Regions from separate parts of the Triticum aestivum genome. Here region 2 is linked to region 1. A link is a contact called in public HiCAR-type data. All regions are on one chromosome and are shown on one strand. The core of a region is the stretch at or near the end of the contact, and the rest is flanking DNA. Distances in the headings are between cores, read along the strand shown.

Evidence for each region. HiCAR-type assays count read pairs that join an accessible place to other places.
Region 2: a HiCAR-type map of leaf shows a contact between it and region 1, with 4 times the contacts expected there. The contact joins the promoter of LOC123159144 here to the promoter of LOC123161539 in region 1. A contact is called at or near these places in 3 of 5 Hi-C or Micro-C datasets (leaf and an unstated tissue) and 1 of 1 datasets of contacts at active chromatin or transcription factors (leaf).

Annotation. Positions count from the first base shown.
Region 1 is chr7B:687,723,081-687,727,795 of IWGSC CS RefSeq v2.1, forward strand. It overlaps LOC123161539, which reads right to left and starts at 2,826. Exons shown (of 1, transcript XM_044579352.1): 1 at 2,183-2,826. The coding sequence starts at 2,733. The coding sequence ends at 2,494.
Region 2 is chr7B:687,924,755-687,929,651 of IWGSC CS RefSeq v2.1, forward strand. LOC123159144 (putative anthocyanidin reductase) reads left to right here and starts at 2,826. Exons shown (of 5, transcript XM_044576962.1): 1 at 2,826-3,135; 2 at 3,259-3,437; 3 at 3,822-4,046; 4 at 4,201-4,580; 5 at 4,757-4,897. The coding sequence starts at 2,991. It also overlaps the pseudogene LOC123159145.

The DNA of each region.
Region 1 (4,715 bases), core at 1,576-4,075:
AGTGCTTGGATAATGGTTTTTAGCCCCTTCCAGATTCTGGAGGCACTGGGGGATAGGTTAGGAGCAAAAATGTTAATCTTACCAGACATGTACTTGTGCTCAGTGATCATTTTTCATGGTTTTCCTTCACTCTCATAGTATCTCTTCACCCAGGAACCTAGTAAACACAAGTTGACATCTTGGAGGTTTGGGATTCCCAAGCCTCCAAATTCTTTCTTCATACACACCATCTTCCAGTTGGCTAGATGAAGTTTCCTATGGCCTTCAAAATCATTCCACAAACAGTTGACCATTTGAGAGTTGATCATCTCAATGGCCCATTTAGGGAACTTGAAGAAGGATAAAAGATAGATTGGAATACTGGTCAGGCAAGCCTGGATCAGAATGAGTCTACCTTTATAAGAGAGGAGCTTACCTCTCCAACCAGCAATTCTTTTCATAATTTTATCTATGAGAGGTTGGATATCCTCCTTCCTAAGTTTGTCATGGTGCAGAGGGATGCCAAGGTATTTAATAGGGAAGCACCCCCCTTTACAATCCAGGATAGTAAGAAAATGCATGAAATCAGAGTCTTCCATGTTAATTGGGATCAACTCACTCTTAGAGTAGTTGATCCTCATGCCAGAAACCTGCTCAAAACAAGTGAGGATAGTCTTGAGGTCGGAGGCATGGGTAAGGTCATTATCTAAAAAGAGAAGGGTATCGTCAGCATATTGCAGACAAATAATTCCCCCATTGCAGACTTCAGTACATATTCCAGCAATCAAGTTACAACTAGCTGCTCTGGACAACATCTTGGTCAGCACATGTACTACTAAATTGATGAGTAATGGGGAAATAGGATCCCCTTGTCTGAGCCCTTTACCAGCTAAAATGAAATTACCTTCAGTATTGTTAATTTTGACCCCAACCGAGCCATTATGAGTGATCTGCTGAATCCAATTAATCCAAATATCATCAAAGCCTCTTTTTTTGAGGAGGTCCAGGAGGAAACCAAGGTCTACTTTATCAAAGGCTTTTTCATAATCCAGTTTCAAAACCAAACCTTGTTTTTTCCCAGAATGGACTGAGTGCACTACTTCATGGGCAGTGACCACGCTCTCCAGAATGTATCTGCCTTTGAGGAAGGCAGATTGGTTACTGGCAATCAGCCTCTGGAGGATCCTAGTCAGCCTGTTGGTGAGGACCTTAGTAAAAAATTTAAAACCACAGTTAAGCAAGCTGATGGGTCTAAACTTTTTCATGGAAGTTGCATCAGGTTCCTTAGGGACGAGAGTAAGCATGTCAAAGTTAAGTCTATGTATGTCCAACTCTCCCTTATGAAAATCATTAAACAAGGCTATTAGGTCCACCCTAATCAACTCCCAAAAGTGTTGATAGAAGAAGAAAGGAATCCCATCTGGTCCAGGGGCACCATCAGGGTAGGAGTCTGCTTTCTTTATCTCTTCTTCAGTAAAAGGTGATTCTAGGTTCTCATTCTTTGGAGGTGTGACCAATTCCTCTACAAAGAAAAAGTCAGAGCTCAGTGTGAAGTTTACTAGGTTCCAAAAATAGTTTACTAGCCAGTAATCTATAAAGGCATATAGAGTATACAAGCATCCTGATGAAAGCGAAGGAATGACTGATATGAAATGTCAGGCGAAAATGCTCATATAGTTGTAACATTGCATGCAAATGAAGTGAAGGTTTTGACGATTCTCTACTGATTTATCCCGCTCGGGAAGGTTGGGTTGTGTTCTGTATCCATTGTTGTAGAATACTGAAATCTTGCATTGTTGTAGAATACCGTCTTCCCGGGTATCCTAAATGATTTTACAGGTGATCTCTGAAACTTCTGCATCGAGTATTCATGGAATTTTGCTACTTTAGACCATTTTCGGTGGATATGCGTGCAACATATTCGGTTTGTCCAGTGCAGCTTATCTCGGGTGTTGCTGGAAAAACTCAATAAATCATGGTGAAGGCCATGGAAAACTTGCAGCCAAGAAGCAATTCATGATCTGTTATCCTGTTGTTTACTTCTGAAATAGATACAGTGTTATCAGCCTAGGTACTTTCTGAAATAATCTGCACTGATATATGCCCTACTGGCTTGGTTTAGTCAGAAAGTAACCCGGCTAGACAGTATTACATGCAACATGAGCATTACATGCAGAAATTTCAGTTACTATTTCTGCATCTGAATTCTGAAGGTGCGTGACATACAGTAGAACGGCTGTTGAGATTGGCCTGGATCATCAATACATACATGCTGCAGTTTCAGATATACACATGTACTCCCTCCGTCCGAAGAAACTTGACAAACTTTTTCGGACGGAAGGAGTATAAAACTAGTCTTATCAGGGGTAAAACAACTACACGTCCACTCTACTACAAAGTGGAAGGAAGGGCTACAGACAGCAGATTGGAAGAAAGAAAAAGCCCAGATGACGGAGCAGAGCAGGCGAAAGCGATGGATTGAAAAACGGGCTATCTGCGCCGTGGTGACCTGGATCAGCCGGCGAGGCGCTTCTTCTTGGCCTCGGCCTCGTCGGTGGCCTCCACCTGCTCCTTGGCCGCGCGCAGGTCCGCCTCCGCCGCCTCCTGCTCGCTCCTCGCCGTCGCCTTCCGCCACACGCCCACCACGCTGGCCTTCATGTGCTGCCCCCACTCCTGCACGGACGCCCCGAACGACGCCACGCCTCTCACCGCCGCCGCCGGCGTCTCGCCCTCCTTCCTCCCGTCCCCCTCCATGCTCACCGCCCGAGGTTTGCTACCTAGCTTCTTCTGCCTGCGCTGTTACTACGAGAAGACGAGAGAAGAGGCAGGAGGACAGGAGAGGAAGAGGCGTGCGTGTACGCTGCACTACATAGTCGCCGGTGCGTATGATGCGCTGTCCCGGTACCAGCATCTGGACGCGCCACGTGGGCTCGGGAATATGCTCTGCTGGCGCCCCCTGGGGCCTCCACGTGGACGGCCGACGCGCGCGTGCTTAGTGGCGAAGCAAAGGAGGGCGGCGGCGCGCGCAGCACCCGTGCGCTGCGCCGCCGCCGCACGATCTGCAACGAGCGGCGATGATTCGGTGATGGGAACGAGGCGGCGTGCACCGCGCGGGCGCAGGCGTGTCGGCCGCCCATCATCCATCGCCGTCCGCGTCAGTTACTACCATTGAGTGAAGCCCATGTAGCTGCTGTTCTGGTTCCCTCACTCGCCTGGATATCAACTTCTCGCCTGACCGGCCGGAGCACCGCCGTATATCATCCCGGCGCTACGCGGGCGAGCACACGTTCGTGCTCTCTCGTGTCCATCTTCCGAGCCGGTCCTGGGCACTGACGCGTTCGTTTGTTTCACCCAATCGGCCGGCCGGAGCACCGGCGGTGATGGAAGGGGACAACGGGACCAAGCTGGACGACCTGTGCGAGGAGATCCTCGTCGACAAGATACTCATGCTGCTGCCGCCCAAAGACGTCGGCCGCTGCCGCGCCGTCCGCTCGTCGTGGCGCAGCACCACCTCCATGCCCGAGTTCAAGCTCGATCACCACGGGAGTAAATAGCATAAAACTATTAGTACTTTATGGAGTCCGAGAGAGGGACGCAGACATAGCATAATGGAGGAGATACCGAGCCTCCCGGGTCGAGCGACTCCGGAGGTCCCCGCCGCCACTCTCCGGCCGACCTCCACTAGACCACCCCTCCCCTCGCCGTCGCCGGAGGAGGCCGCCGGGCGAAGCCCCGTGGCGGACGGCGGCGGCGAGGCTGCGTGCAGCCTCCTCTCCAGCCTGCTGCGTTCTCTCCTTCTCCCTCAGATCCAAAATCCTCCCCACGCCTCCTGCTTCCATGCTTGCTTGGCTACGGCTGCCGGCCGTCTAAATGCATCGGCTGCCCCTGCTCTAGCCCCATGGCTGCCGGATGTGGCTGCTGGTCCTTGTGGACGGGGTGCTGACCGGTAAAAATTCGAGCTGACGGCTTGTGTGGACGACTGCTCGGCGCGGCGCTGTGGGGGCGCGGCTGAGTGGCCGGCGGTGGCCGCCGTGGTGGGCCTGCGGGTTCGATGGCGGGGGGTTGCGGGCTCGGGCGTGCTGGCGCGGGGCGTCCTCGTCCTGGGTGCGAGCGGCCCTGGGCGTGTGGCGCGGTCGTGGTGGCGCCCGGTGCTGGTGCGGGCGGCCACGGGCGCGCGTCGAGTCAGGGGAGCTGCGGGGCGAGGTGGAACCGGAGCGACCGGCGCGCCAGCTCCAGATCTGGCAGTGGTCGGAGCTTGCCGAGATCCTCGTCCCCGATCTGGCGATCTTCGAGGCGATCGGTCATGGGATGGTGCTCGGCGGCTTGGTTAGCGCTGCCGGCAGTGCTGGTGAATGCGTGGCTTGCTTCTGGCTCGGGGCATGCCGGTCGTGATGGCGGCTGGCCTGGCGGCGATCTCGGGCTGGATCTGAACTGCAGTGGTCCGAATCGGGTCCTGTACGGCGGTGCTCTGGGAGAAATCCCTGCTCACCCATTGTGTGAGCCGACCATGACGGTGCCTCCCCGGCGTCGTATACCTTCCTAGAGGCGTGGTCTTCGAGCTGTTCCGTGTGGATCTGCTTCGGCGTGGTTTAGGCCGTCTTGCTGTAGGGATGTGCTCAAACTCCGGGTGAGAACCTTTCATCGACTATGTCGATGTCGGCGGCAGCGGCGTCTATGGACGTAGTCTTCCTCGCAGGAGGTGCTGCTGTGGAGCTCCAGCACCTATGGTATTTTGC
Region 2 (4,897 bases), core at 1,576-4,075, 200 kb after region 1:
TTTGTCAGTGGCGTGGAAAGGGGGAGGCTAGGAGGAGGTGCGGGCGGCGGTGGCTAGGGTTTCGCCCAGCTGCCCGCGGGAGCGACTAGGGTGATCTGTTTTCCGTCCATACGTCTCACACGGCGACTTCGATGCATTGTCTATTACGAATAGGAAATGATGGTCTTCTCACAATCTTATATCTTTTGGTCGTGTACTTTGGTTTATTGTGTTTTATCTATATAAAACGGGACGAGAACCTGTTTGAAAGAGATCAACTCTACCACAAAACCAGTCAACCCACTGGTGAAGATAGGAAGAAATATATTTTTATTCCTTATGGCTTGGTCTTTTTCTCGTGGCCTTTGTCCTTGTTTTCCAAAAGAAAAGCAAACACACAAGTTATTCTTCTCTCTCGCGGTCAACAGTCAAACCCCTCTTCCCTCATGGCCTTCTCCGTCGCGGCATAAAAATGGCCAAGAAGTGCCGGAAGCGCCGGCCCAGCTCCTCTTCCTCGCTTCACCTCACCTCAGGTTCATCTCGACCCCGTCAGGCGGCAGCAATGGCGGAAGAGGGGAACAGCGCGGGCCGGCGCGGCGTCCGGGTGTGCGTCACCGGTGGAGCCGGGTTCATCGGCTCCTGGCTCGTCAGGAAGCTGCTCCAGGCAGGCTACACCGTCCACGCCACCCTGCGGAGCGTCGGTACGCCGGTGATGTGATTTGTAGCTGCGATTCGTCGACTCTGGCGCCGCCGGGCTGATCCGATCTGGTTCTTGTGGCAGGGGACGATGGGAAAGCGGGGCTGCTGCGGCGGCTTGTCCCCGGCGGCGCGCCGCCGGAGCGGCTGGTTCTCTTCGAGGCCAACCTCTACGACGCCGCCAGCTTCGCACCGGCCATCGCCGGCTGCCAGTTCGTCTTCCTCGTCGCCACCCCCTTCGCGCACGAGGCCGCCGCCTCCAAGGTCAGTCAGTCAAACTGAAACTGAAACTCAATCTCAAACTCACATCCCGCGATTCGATCTCAAACTGAGAGAGGCTTGTAGCGTGGATAGATACGATTGATCTGCAGCTGAATCATCCGGGATTTGAGGTTAATGCTTTACATGTAAGAGCGGGCGAAAGCCTCTTTCGTGAGCATACGTCTGTGTACAAATACAGTTTCAGAATTCAGAATACAACTAGTCGATGTTGATCGGGTCATTTTAGTACCATTTTGGCTGGCAGTACAAGACTTCGGCAGAAGCCGCCGTGGACGCGGTGCGCGTCATCCTCCGCTATGCGCGGAATCTAAGACGGTGAAGCGCGTCATCCACACCGCATCGGTGTCGGCCGCTTCGCCGCTGACAAAGTCTTCCGCCGACGCCTCTGCGGTGTACAGGGATTTCATCTCTGAATCTTGTTGGACTCCGCTGGAAGTCGATTACCCTCTTCGTAACGCGCACTTTGATGTAAGTAGTAGTGATCTTGTCCTTCAAACTATAATGGATTCATGATCTGTACATCAGATGCAAAATGCCAATCTTAGCACCTACAGAAGAACAAATTCATACCAACATCATCATGGAGATAGTGTTGGGTACTCATCTGCAGAAGTACATAGAGTCAAAGGTCCTGTCAGAGAAGGAGCTCCTGAGCTACAACGATGGCAAGAGCCCGGCGTTCGAAGTGGTCACCCTTCCCTTGGTGTGCAGGGCAAGTGATCATAGTATGCTGTTTAACTGTTCATCATTTTACAGTAGCACATGTACCAAAAGAAGTAAAACGACGCATAAATAACAGCATGTACCAAAAGAAGTAAAACTATACATAAATAACAGAGAGGTTTTGTTATTATTTACTGGCAGCTTAAGGTTAGTTTGTTCTTCGACTTCTGCTCTGGAAATCGGTATCATCGCTGAAATCTTAGGATTTTTCTTGTAATCTAATGCACGAGTTAAACGCACAAAGGAAACATTCTTTATCATGGCAAAAAACTAGTATTAACCAACACATTTACCAAAAGCCATGCTCATCTTCAACTTGTTTGTACCCGAAAAACGGAAAGCCCTGTGTACAAAAAAAAAAAAAAACAGGAAACAGAGGCCCATGCAATACTCCCAACTCAGGACCAAAGTACCAAGGTCCTTTCTTCAGTCAAAGGGAGTAGTACTGAAGTAACAAGCATACACGTCAGACAAAAATGCAATGGGTAATTTTTTAAGGAAATGATGAACTGCATTCCTGTCAGATAAAAGAATTCCTTCACTCAAAGAGCATCACCAAGGCTGAACAACGCCATCCGTAGTAGTAATGATACTAGCATAATAGACACATGCTCCATAGATCAGAACATTGCCTATCTGAAGGCAAATTTGGGCAAAAGGAAGGAACACGACAAATCATTATAACAGCATGCTACATCGGAAGTGGAGTACTGGCTTCAACTCTTACCGGCTCTCTTCTAGCAGAAGTGGAGGCGCCCAATATCTAGTTTGGACGGGTCGGTCATCGTCGCGGCGGTGACCTAGGTGTCTGATGGTGGTGCTGGCGAGTTCGCGAGCGAAAGCTTCATACTGTATCTTAACTTTTTATATTTGCTTTGTAACAAAGTTTCCTCACTACATTCCCTCTATATCGAAATACTTGTCGCTGGAGTATAGTTGTCTGAAGCGACAACTATTTCGGTACAGAGGGAGTATTATGGGGATAACAGCCTGTTTCGAAAGAGAACAACTCAACCACAAAATCAGTCAACCGCTTCACGTAAGAAAAGAGGAAAAATATACTATTTTATTCTTTATATTACGGCTTGGTCCTATTATTTTTCCAGGCCTCTCACCATTTTCTCCTTGTTTTTCCAAAAGAGAAGCGAAGTTATTCTTCTCTCTCGCGGTCAACAGTCAAACCGCCTTGCCCCTCACGGTCATCTCTCCCGCGGTATAAAAATGGCCAAGAACCGCCGGAAGCAGCAGCCCAGCTCCTCCTCCTCACTTCACAGCAGGTTCATCTCCACCCCGTCAGTCAGGCGGCAGCAATGGCGGAAGAGGGGAACGGCGCGGGCAGCGGCGGGCGCGGCGTCCCGGTGTGCGTCACCGGCGGCGCCGGGTTCATCGGCTCCTGGCTCGTCAGGAAGCTGCTGGAGGCAGGCTACACCGTCCACGCCACCCTGCGGAGCGTCGGTACGCGCATTCCACTAATTAACTCGCCGTAGGTCATATGGCTTGTGGCCGCGTGTCTGATTCGCCGGCTCTGGCGCCGCCGGGCTTATCCGATCTGGTTGGTGTGGTTGTGGTTGGCTGCAGCGGACGAGGGGAAAGCGGGGCTGCTGCGGCGGCTCGTCCCCGGCGGCGCGCCGCCGGATCGGCTGGTGCTGTTTGAGGCCGACCTCTACGACGCCGCCAGCTTCGCGCCGGCCATCGCCGGCTGCCAGTTCATCTTCCTCGTCGCCAACCCCTCCGCGCACGGGGCCGCCGCCTCCAAGGTCAGTCAAACTGAAACTGAAATTGGAAATCCCCGCGCTTCGATCTGTCATCAGTGTTTGTAGCGTAGAAAGATTCGATTGATGTCCGGTATCAGTTCTTGATCCGGTTGCTGATCACGAACTGAATCACATGGAATTTCTGAGATCAATCGGGGGGAAAAGCATAGGGCTGTGCACAAATACAGTTTCAGAGTTCAGACTGTTAACTTATTCAGAGTCCACCAGTCGATGCTGATTGAGTCATTTGCAGTGGCGGAGCTTCATGGGGGCCAACCTGGGCGGTGCCCCCCCCCAGCCCAAGAAAAAAACACCTACTACTCATTAGTTTTTCTGTCATATGTTCATTAAAAACAGCCTAAATCTCATAGTTTTGCCCCTCCTTAGTACAAGACTTCGGCGGAAGCCGCCGCGGACGGGGTGCGCGTCATCCTCGGGCTATGCGCGGAATCTAAGACGGTGAAGCGCGTCATCCACACCGCCTCGGTGACGGCCGCTTCGCCTCTAACTAAGTCCTCCAGCGCCGCGGCCGCGGTGTACAGCGATTTCATCTCTGAATCTTGTTGGACTCTGCTGGATGTGGATTACCCTCTTCGGAGCGTGCATTTCGATGTAAGTGGTAGTGTTCTTCTTGTCCTTCAAAGTTCAAACTGAAGCATGGATTCATGATCTGTACATCAGATGCAAAATGCCAATCTTATCACCTACAGATGTATAAATTCATAGCAACATCATCATAGTGACAGTGCTGGGTGCTCATCTGCAGAAGTACATAGAGTCAAAGGTCCTGTCAGAGAAGGAGCTCCTAAGCTACAACGACGGTGAGAGCCCGGCGTTCGAGGTGGTCACCCTGGCGTTGGGCCTTGTCGGGGGCGACACAGTGCTCAGCCACCTCCCAGAGACGGTGGAGAGCATGGTGGCCCCGGTAACCAAGCAAGGGCCCTACTTCATGCTGCCGAGGATCCTGCAGAGGTTGCTGGGCTCGCTGCCGCTGGTGCACGTCGACGACGTCTGCTCCGCGCTCATCTTTTGCATGGAGCAGCCTGCCCTCTCCGGTCGGTTCCTCTGTGCCGCCGCCTACCCGACGATCCACGACATCCTAGACCACTACAGCAGCAAGTACCCCCACCTTGAAGTCCTCAGAGAGTAAGTACCGAGTTCTTCCCCTGCAACAAAGAATTATTATACCCCGGCAAAAAAGAAAAAGGAATTATTATGCATTCCATGGGTTCATCGTCGAGCTTCACATGAAATTCGGCGACATCCATGATCATGTGTTGCGCTGCTGCAATCGGCTGACTTGCTGAATTGGTGCATGACAGGACTGATGATGTAGCCAGGGTGCAACCCGAGAGGAACAAGCTTGGGGAGCTGGGCTTCAGGTACAAGTACGGGGTGGAGGAGATACTAGACGAAAGCATCGACTGTGCTGTGAGGCTGGGCTCCCTGGATGCATCCAAGCT